Linked DNA regions of Sus scrofa: region 2 is linked to region 1. Evidence: chromatin contacts called from public Hi-C data. All regions are on one chromosome and are shown on one strand. The core of a region is the stretch at or near the end of the contact, and the rest is flanking DNA. Distances in the headings are between cores, read along the strand shown.

Region 1 (5,023 bases), core at 671-3,170:
TTGTTTGTTTGTTTTTTTGGTCTTTTGTCTTTTTAGGGCCGCTCCTGTGGCATATGGAGGTTCCCAGGCTAGGGGTCCAACCGGAGCTGTAGCCGCTGGCCTACACTGGAGCCACAGCAACTCGGTATCTGAACTGCATCTGTGTCCTACACCACAGCTCACGGCAACACTGGATCCTTAACCCACTGACAAGGCCCGGGATCAAAGCCGTGTCCTCATGGATACTAGTCAGATTCGTTGACCACTGAGCCACGACAGGATCTCCCCCAATATATTTGTTGAATCAACCAATATTCAGAATGTTTTAAAGATTTTTTTTTCTCATTCTTTTTCTCCTTTTTTATTTACCAGCATCATTCCAGGTCCTTCCTTTTAACTTCTCATTCTCTGATCTATTTTTTTGTCCTCCACTGCGTTAGCGTGTCCACCACACAGATGTCTCTAGCATCTGAGCAAGGAAGGACATTATGCTTTTTCTCAAAGGTCTGAAATTCCTCTTCAAATGGCGCTTCTATTTTGTCTTGTTTTTTCTGAAAATTTGGGGATCGGGGGGGAGGAAGACTGGCATGAATCAGACTCAACCGGGGCCCCTGAAGATGCTAGCTTCCTTTGAAGTATCAAAAGCGTGTGTGCCTTCAGACTTGCCGAGTGTCTGTGTCTTGCAAAAATTAATAAAGGGAAACTCCACTCAAATGGAGTCCGGATGCCTGAAGTGGGACTTCTCACACAGGTACCCCTGTAGGTCCATAGAGATGCCAACAGGAAGAGGTGAACCGCACATCTCCCACAGGAAATGACACTGCTTTACTACCTCCAGCAGGAGGAAGAAAAATTTTCTCCTTGCCTGGCAACACTTCAGCCAATGAAAGACAATCCCCACTCAGCCAATGGAAAGCTGCTATACTTCGAACTCCCAGTTTCCTCCAATGGACATTCTGTTTATCACAGTCCCTCCCAATTGCCCCTTCTCCTCTAAAAAAGAGTTTCCACTCCTTTGTTTTACCCAACTTGTGTGTTGTTGCCATTGTTGCATGTCCCGAATTCCAATTCTGTGCTGCTCCTAAATAAACCCATTTTGCTGGGAAAATAACGAGGTGTTTTACTGGGTTAAGTCAACTGTCTTCACCGTCACGGTTCTCCCATTCCCTCCTCAGGTTCCAAAACGCCCTGGCTATCAAGTGTGCTGTGCTAGGGGGCAAATGACCAAATTTTAGGGTGGTTATCGTGGAGACTGAGAACAGAACAGGAAAGACTGGAACTCAATTCCTCCAGGTGCTGGTCCGGTTCCCTCTCTTGTGCTCTGGGGCCTCTCATGAGCATTCCCCTTGGGGTCAAATTCCTATCACTCATTCACTCACTCAGTGCATATGCATAAGGTACCCACTGAGTGCCAGGCATGGTGCTGGCGCTGGATATGTCAGTTCATGAAGAAGTAGAGTTGGTGTGTCGCTGCTTTTGCTAAGGCTTTCTGCCACCCTGCCCAGACAGGAGGAACTCTCAGAGATGCTGCAGTTGTGTGATCTTACCCATGTAACAAAAGCTCTCTACGTCTATGACTTCTCTGCAGAACAGGATGTAGTAGAACTGACCTGATGGGGTGGGTGAGGCTGGAAAAGGAAGTCTGTGAAAGTACTGGGCACAGTGCCTGCTGCACAGTAATCTCTGGACCTGCACTAGAAAGTACTATACTGGTGTCTAGATAATTATCAAACACCTCCAGCAGTAATAACAATACTAGCAACTAGCACTTACTCACCACATACCAGGCATTGTTCTGGTTCTTTATGTACATGGATTTACTTATTCTGCGTACTTGTAATCCCTACTTACAACAAAGCAGTGCAACTCAGAAACCTGTGTGATCTGCCCAGGGCCCTGCAGCAAGGGATAGAGGCAGAAGGGGCCGGATGTCTGTCAACTGAAGGAAATGCACACCCTAAAAGTTGAGAGTTCTGTTTTATCTAGAGGACTTCCTGGGGATGTAAGCCAGGACACAGCCTCTCGGGTGGCTCTGAGGGACTAACCTGAAGAGGTGACGGAGGAGCCAGGATCTGTAGGAGTTTCTGCAAAAAAGACCAAAGAGTTGGAACATCCAAAGATGACTATTAATTAAAGGAAACTAGACATCTCAAATTAGGGAATTTAGCGCTTTTCTATGTATGCGTAGATGCAAGAGCCTAGACTCACTGAAATCTTTCCCATGATAAGCACCTCAGCTCTCTGGGGCCAGCATCCTGTGCTTTCTCATTCTGACCCACCCCAAGGTGCATCTTTGAGGCAGGTGTGGGTGTGTGTGTGTGTGTGTGTTGCAGTGGCTGACTGCTAGATGGTGGACATCCTTTGTCCATCTTCTGTTCCTTCAGGGATCACTTTTGGTGGCAGTAATGTGATGGCTTGATGGCTGCAATGTCCTTTGTTAACTGATGCGGCAGAAATGTCATTCATTCACATCTAACAGAATCTGCTGTTAGCCACAATGTTGGGCTGCAACCCCACTTGGTTTCTGTCGTGCGAGGTCTGTGCACGCGGATCAGAAGAAGAATTTCTGGACTCGCATTGGGGTGAAAAGCAAGAAGAATTTATTGGTAATAGAAATGCTGCTGGCGGGAGTTCCCGTCGTGGCACAGTGGTTAACGAATCCTACTAGGAACCATGAGGTTGCGGGTTCGGTCCCTGCCCTTGCTCAGTGGGTTAAGGATCCGGCGTTGCCGTGAGCTGTGGTGCAGGTTGCAGACGCGGCTCGGATCCCGCGTTGCTGTGGCTCTGGTGTAGGCCGGTGGCTACAGCTCCGATTCAACCCCTAGCCTGGGAACCTCCATATGCCGCGGGAGCGGCCCAAGAAATAGCAACAACAACAATAACAACAACAAAAAGACAAAAGACAGAAAAAAAAAAAAAAAAAGAAATGCTGCTGGCACAGCAGGGTGACTTCCTAATAATCAGGGAGAGCTGATAGTGAGCATGTGATCATGTCTGGCTTTTTTTTTTTTTTTTTGTCTTTTTAGGGCTGCACTTGCAGCATATGGACGTTCCCAGGCTAGGGGTCAAATCAGAGCTGCAGCTGCCAGCCTTTGCCACTGGCACAGCAACGAAGAATCTGAGATACATCTGCAACCTACGCCATAGTTCACGGCAACGCTGAATCCTTAAGCCACTGAGCAAGGCCAGGGATTGAACCTGCATCCTCATGGATGCTAGTTGCGTTCATTACCACTGAGCCATGATGGGAATTCCTTCATGTCTGTTTTTATAACCCAGGGAGAGAAGAGGTCTCACAATACACCTGCTGACCTGATGATTGGTTGGGGAAAGAGGGGTCTTATGATACACTTACTGGTTCGTTGGGGTCATACAAGGCCCCTATAGGGGTGGTTGAGAAAGGGGCCACATGCCTTCCCTAGTAGGGGTGGGAAGGAGTAGGTCAAGTTGCTCAGGGTAGAAGAGGGGGCATTACCATGTTGCGGGATGATAAGGGTCTGGTAGTTCTTGTCTTGGCGGGAGGCTTTGACTTCAATCTCCATGAAGTGGCCTTGAAGCCCAAAGATTCATATTGTGATTTATAATGAGAGATATGTATTTGCTCTTCGTTCTTGTTCCTGGTACAGAGCCCCTAAGACCCTTGAAATTTCCTAAGTGAGATGAGCAGTAAACTTGTCTTCTGTTATGTTAATGAGTGATTTTTGGACCACCAGCTCCCCCCCCCCCCGTCCCGCCCCGTAAGAAAGGTGGCTGGTTGCCAGAGGAAATATCACTTGATTAGAGGATTGAAACTTTCAGCCCCCCTGACTTCTGGGGGTGGGGGAGGGGCTGGAGTTTGAGTTCATTGGTGAATGGCCAGTGATTTCATCACTCATGCTGTCCAGGTTGGTGAACCCTTGGAGGTGTGGGAGAAGTGATGCTTGCTTGGGAAGGTAAGGAGGCTTTGGGCCCCTTCTCCATACCTTGTCCTCCGGATCTCTTCTATCTGGCTTTTCCTAAGTTATATCCTGGGTATCAAGTGGGAATCTAGTGAGCAAATGGGTTTCCTGAGTTCTGTGAGCCACTTTAGCAAATTAATGGAACGCAGAGCTGAGGTTGTGGGAACCTCTGATCTATAGCTTGTCCACTTTAAAAAAATGCACAGCCTGCAACTTGAGAGTTAAAGTTTATTTGGGGCCAAATGAAGACCTACCGGGAGACAGCATCTCAGGTAGCCCTGAGAAACCCTCACTGTCCTCCCGAGAGACATAAAAACAAATGCATCTGAAAGTGGGACAAGGTGACGCTTCAAGGAGAAGGCAAACAAAGGGACTGAATAGAGAGGCTTCCATCGAGAAGGGGGAACTGAGAGAAGGCAGCTTCAGAGGGTCTCTGGGGACAGGAGGTGAGAAAGGCAGTTTGGGGGCAGAGTGGAAAGATCCTGAATGCTGGATTTTTACAAATGGATTTTAAGTTGTGCCAAGGAATTTGAAAGAGGGGATTGTGCAATCAGGACCCTCGATTGGGATGCTTGCTCTGGGGTGTTGCAGGAGAGGCTGGACAGGAAATGGATCAGAAATTGGCATTTTAACATGTAAAAAGCCTTGGAGTTCCGGATGTGGCGCAGCCAAAACAAATCTGACTAGTAATCATGAGGTTGCGGGTTCGATCCCTGGCCTCGCTCAGTGGGTTAACGATCTGGTGTTTCCGTGAGCTGTGGTGTAGCCTGTAGATGTGGCTCGGATCCCGCGTTGCTGTGGCTGCGGGGTAGGCCGGCAGCTGTAGCTCTGATTTGGCCCCTCACCTGGGAACTTCCATGTGCCGTGGGTGTGGCCCTAAAAAGCAAAAACCAAACAAAAACCAAACAAAATTTTAAAAAAGACCCTAAACATGTAAAACACCTAGAACATGCAGTTGAATGATTCTGCTCTCAGTTGTATTCTCATGTCAGACAGAGCCCCTTGGCTTCAACAACAGCAGGAAGCGTGTGAATACACATGGAGAAAGGTTTGCTATGGTGCATATACAGTGACTGAGGGGAGTCATTGCCTTTCTCCTAATTTTT
Region 2 (5,023 bases), core at 1,732-4,231, 58 kb before region 1:
CCCTCATTCCAGTCAAAATTCCGTCCCGTGGAGTTCCTTGGTGGCACAACAAGTTAAGGATCTGACGGCACTGCTATGGCTCAGGTTGCTGCCGTGGCACAGGTTCGATCCCTGGCCTGGGAACTTCTGCATGTCCGGGGCAGGGAGAAAAAAAATTTGGTCCCATGACCTCTTCCCTTTGGCTTTGTTAAAAAATAAATAAATAAAGTATAGTTGATTTACAATGTTGCTTCAATTTCTTCTGTACAGCAAAGTGACCCAGTCATACATACACACATATATATACACATATATACATTCTTTTTTTTTTTTTTCATGCTATCTTCCATCATGTTCCCTTTGGCTTTTACCCTCAGGGTTAAATCCACAACTTGACACACTTACCTTGTCGCACGGCACAGTCTGATGCCCCAGCTTCATCAGCAGGTCGTAGTCTTCCTCTCTGGCACTGCAGGGGTCCTTAGAGATAAATGCATCTGTGAATGCCTTCTTAATCTTCTGGCAGTCTCTATCTCTGTGAGATAAAACATGATGATTTGAATTATTCACGAATAATTAGATTTTCTAACATATACTTAGAGTAGAATTACCCCCCACATATCTCATTTACGAAGTTATTCGCTGTGTGCAAAGCTGTTCAGATGCCTCACTGTGTCTAAAGTGGTATTTATGAGTCCCCCTGCCCTTGTGGGGCTCGCTCTCTGCTTAGAGATAGACGGTATGAAAATAAGCAAATAAGCTAACAAGGTAAGTATGGATTATGATAAGAATGCAGGAAACCAGTGGGGACTATTGAAGCAATGACCCCTTTAGGGAGGGTGGTCAGGAGAGGGCTCCCTGAGACCAAGCATTGAGAAGAAATTCGTTCTTGCCCAAGGACACTGCAAGTGCAAAGGCCCTGAGGCAGAAAAGATTTTGCTGATTTGGAGGAAGTGAGTGAAAAGGAGGGCGGTCGTGAGAAATCAGGTCGGAAAAATTAATCCAGAAGCAGATATACAGATATGCACAATGGAATACTATTCAGCCACAAAAAAGAATAATGTTGCCATTTGCAGCAACATGGTTGGACTTGGAGGGCATTTATACTCACTGAAATATGTCAGGCAGAAAAAGACAAAAACCATATGATCTCACTGATACACGGACCCTAAGAAATACAAACTAGTGAACAAAACAAAAAAGAACAGACCCAAATCCTACAAGTCCTTTCCCTTTGTCCCCTGCCTCCGTGGATCCCTCCCGGCGAGTGCTCAGGCTTCTAGCCAAGAGTGATAAACCCACTTTGTTCAGCTAAAGTGGAGTTGGTGCTTGGAGCAGCGGGGCAGGGGGAATTAACAGCAACCCACAGTCTGAATGGGACACTGAAGAACCGAGAGGCATGTAGAAAGAAGCCCGCTGCATCAGCGATGATGCCTGACCTGCTAAGGAGCAGCTTCTGAAAGACGTGATGTCCTTATTCGTTTGTTTATGTATTTTTCCCTTTTTTAGGGCTGAACCTGCAGCATATGGACGTTCCCAGGCTAGGGGTCAAACCACAGCTGCAGCTGCCAGGCTACGCCACCGCCACCGCCACAGCCACACCAAATCCAAGCCGCATCTGCGACATACACCCTACTCATCACAACGCTGGATCTTTAAACCACTGGGCGAGGCCAAGGATCGAACCTGCATCCCCATGGATACTGGTCAGGTTCTTAACCCACGGAGCCACGACAGGAACTCCTGAAAGATGTGATTTATTAATAAGCAAGTTTCCTTTCTTCCGTATTGAGCTGGACTCTCGATCTGATATAGCAGTTTTGTCTTTACCTCTTGAATCGGTGACCTGGAGGCTCGGTGCATGCGGGCTGGGCACAAATGTCAGGATTCAAGGTCACTGGGACGTCATCCCCTTTCCCACCACTCTGCTCCTTCCAAGAGACCCCTCACCTGCCCCCATGCATCACTCCTGCTCATGCACTTCTCGTTCCTTCTCCCTCCCTCCGACCGCAGATGGACTGTCTCCAGGGCCCAGAGGCAGGGGGTCAGACGAGGGTCATGCTTGAAGGAGGAAGGCGAGGGTAAGAACCCCATGGAGCACTCACCATGTGCCAGGCACCGTGCTAGGTGCTTACCTTGTCCCGCATCCAATTTAACTCTCCCACCAGCCCCATGGGGGAGGGGCGGCACTACCAGCCCCCTGCTTTAGAGCTAGAGGCTCAGAGCTCAGGAACTTGCCCCCAAACCCATTGCTGTGGTTGCGATCTTTGCTGTGGCTGTGGTGTAGGCCGGCAGCTAAAGCTCCGATTCGACCCCTAGCCTGGGAACCTCCATCTGCCCCAGGAATGACCCTAAAAAGACAAAAAAAACCCACGAAAAATAAAAAAAAGAACTTGCCCCTAAACCAATCTGCGAGCGGCACAGCTGCTACATCCAAACTCTGCCCTTTCTGCTAAACGATACTGCCTCCCACAGGAAATTGATCACAGCCCTGTCCATCCCCAGAAGGAAGTGGGTCCCAACAGAAATGAGGACCCCAGAGGGTCTGTATTTCCCTATAGGTCACAGGAAATTTTGAAGACCAGCATAGGGATAGTAAGTGGATGGAGTAAAATGGGATGGGGCAGAAAGGGTTAAAGCTGTACGCTAAAGTGAAAATTAAAAAAAACAGATAATATTTGGTGGTTAAATCCAGGTTGTATGTTGTCAGCCTACTTGAGGCGCCACAACTCTGTCCTGTCACCTTTCTCTAAACCTACATCCTTCCCACGTGTGAGTTACACTGCAAAAGTCCCCAGCAATAAAGCAACGTCACTTTCATAATGTGTTGCTCCCCCAGGAAAGCACTCACATCCCAAGTCTTCTTCCCTAAAAGCAGTTGAATCCCGAGGGGTAATTACACTCAGTCTGCGGAATTTTCCTGCCGTAGAGTCCTGCCGGGCAGCTTGTTTTGGACCGAAGAAAACACGCAGCTTAACTCAACTGTGAATGCTCACATTTGAGGCTACGGGGAGCCCGCAGTGAAGGTGAAGACTGCCACCTAGTGGCGGAAAGGGGGATTTGCACTGAGGCGATCAGGATTTTATAAGTAAGGTCTTAAATCAGACTCTTCAGGCGGAAGGAAAGCTTAGAAATCATCAATCTGGCAAATATTATTGAGCACCTACTATGTTCCACGTATATGTATGAGCATGTAAGATATACCAGTGGACAAAATAGACAAGAATCTCTGTGCTGTAGGAGTTTATATTCTACCAGAGCAAGACTGACAGTAAACAATAAACATCATGGGAGTTCCCATTGCAGCGCAGGGAAACCAAGTCCGATTAGTATCCATGAGGATGCAGGTTTGATCCCTGGCCTTGCTCAGTGGGTCAGGGATCCAGCGTTGCCCTGAGCTGTGACATAGGTCGCAGACATGGCTGGATCCCACGTTGCTGGGGCTATGGTGTAGGCTGGCAGCTGCAGCTCCAATTCAACTCCTAGCCTGGGAACTTCCATATGCCACAGTGAAGCCCTAAAAACAAACAAACAACAGCATAATAAATAGGTAAGTTATAGAGTATTCTAGAAATTTATAAATTCTATGGAAAAAGGGAAAAACAGGTAGGCTAAAGGAGCCAGAGGTTATGGGCTAGGAGGTGGCTGTGCTCGGCGTTGAGCAGAGATGACAGTAGATGACATCTGAGCAAAGCATTGAAGGAAACAAGGAACTCAGCCATAAAGATCCCAGGGAACAGAATTCTGGGCAGGAGGAACAGCCTTCGCAGTGGCCCTAGTGCCTGACATGTTCAAGAAGCAGTAGAGAAGCCAGTATGCCTGGACCAGAGTGAGCGAGGTGGACAGTGGACAGAAGAGAGATCAGAAAGGTAATGCTGATTGCCTGGACAGAGCTTCATAAGCTTCCACTGAGGGGGAATGGAGGAGCCACAGGGGATGCTGAGCAGAGGAGGCACACGACACTACTTAAGTTCCAAAGGATTTCTGCGACTTTGTCGAATATGGTCTGAAAGAGGGGAAAAGGCAGAGGAAGGTAGACCAGTAACCCAGACCAGTGCCCTCGTGATTAGGACCAGGGCAGTAGCAGTGGAGACAGCGAGAAGTGATAGATTCTGGTTTCATTGTCAATTTCCTAACTGGTAGGATTGTGGTGTTAGAGAAACCAAGAGTTAGTTAGTGATAATTCCAAGGTTTGAAGCTGGAGACCCTGGAGGGATAGAGCTGCCATGAACTGGGATGGAGAAGGCTTTGGGTTGAGGTGTATTGATCAGGAGATCAGTTTGGGGCACCCTGAGTTTTAAATGTCCGTCGGACACGCAAGTGAAGCTGTGAAACGAACGGGTAAGTATGTGAGTCCAGAGGACTCATGAGACTACATGAGATCAGCATTTGAAAGACAAAGCAGGAATTCCCGTCGTGGTGCTGTGGTTAGGGAACCACGAGGTTGCGGGTTCGATCCCTGGCCTTGCTCAGTGGGTTAAGGATCCGGTGTTGTCGTGAGCTGTGCTCAAATCCCGTGTTGCTGTGGCTCTGGTGTAGGCCGGCGGTTTACAGCTTCTATTAGACCCCTAGCCTGGGAACCTCCATGTGCCACAGGAGCAGCCCTAAAAAAAGGCAAAAAGACACACACACACACACACAGAAAGAAAGAAAGAAAGACAAAGGAAAGACAACCAAGGATTGAACCTCCAACATAAGAGGCTGGAAGAAGAAGCCAACCAGACTGGAATGCAGGACAGAAAGCAGAAGAATGGGTCATCCTGGAAGCCATGCCGAGAAAGTCTATTAAGCAGGAGGATGTGGCCAACTGTGTCAGATGCTCTTGATTGACCAACAAATAGGAAGACTGAGAACTAAGCATCTGAATTACCCCCAAGGAAGTCAGGTCAAGAACTATTTTAACTTCCAAACGTTAAAAGGGAGGGAGCCGTGTTTGCCTATGTTTCTGTTACTGATTTCTCGTGACTTTGGTCTTTATACCAGATAACGTATTTCGTGAATTTATCTGGAGGAAACGTTGGGGAATGACTACTGCCTCTATTTA

The links. Hi-C and Micro-C count contacts between places; a contact is called where the count stands out from the background.
Region 2: a contact with region 1 is called in a Hi-C map of blood, with 3 times the contacts expected there. The contact joins two enhancer-like sites. A contact is called at or near these places in 14 of 47 Hi-C or Micro-C datasets (alveolar macrophages, blood, embryonic fibroblasts and 6 more).

What each region holds. Positions count from the first base shown.
Region 1 is chr8:11,046,663-11,051,685 of Sscrofa11.1, reverse strand. No RefSeq gene overlaps it. Among named protein-coding and RNA genes, the nearest start is that of CD38, 35 kb to the left of the region's middle. Within about 2 kb of position 1,920, at least 9 of the 83 cell types and tissues checked have an H3K27ac peak or open chromatin away from gene starts, as enhancers often do.
Region 2 is chr8:11,106,164-11,111,186 of Sscrofa11.1, reverse strand. It overlaps CD38 (CD38 molecule), which reads right to left. Exons shown (of 8, transcript NM_001243883.1): 2 at 385-514. Among named protein-coding and RNA genes, the nearest start is that of CD38, 25 kb to the right of the region's middle. Within about 2 kb of position 2,981, at least 18 of the 83 cell types and tissues checked have an H3K27ac peak or open chromatin away from gene starts, as enhancers often do.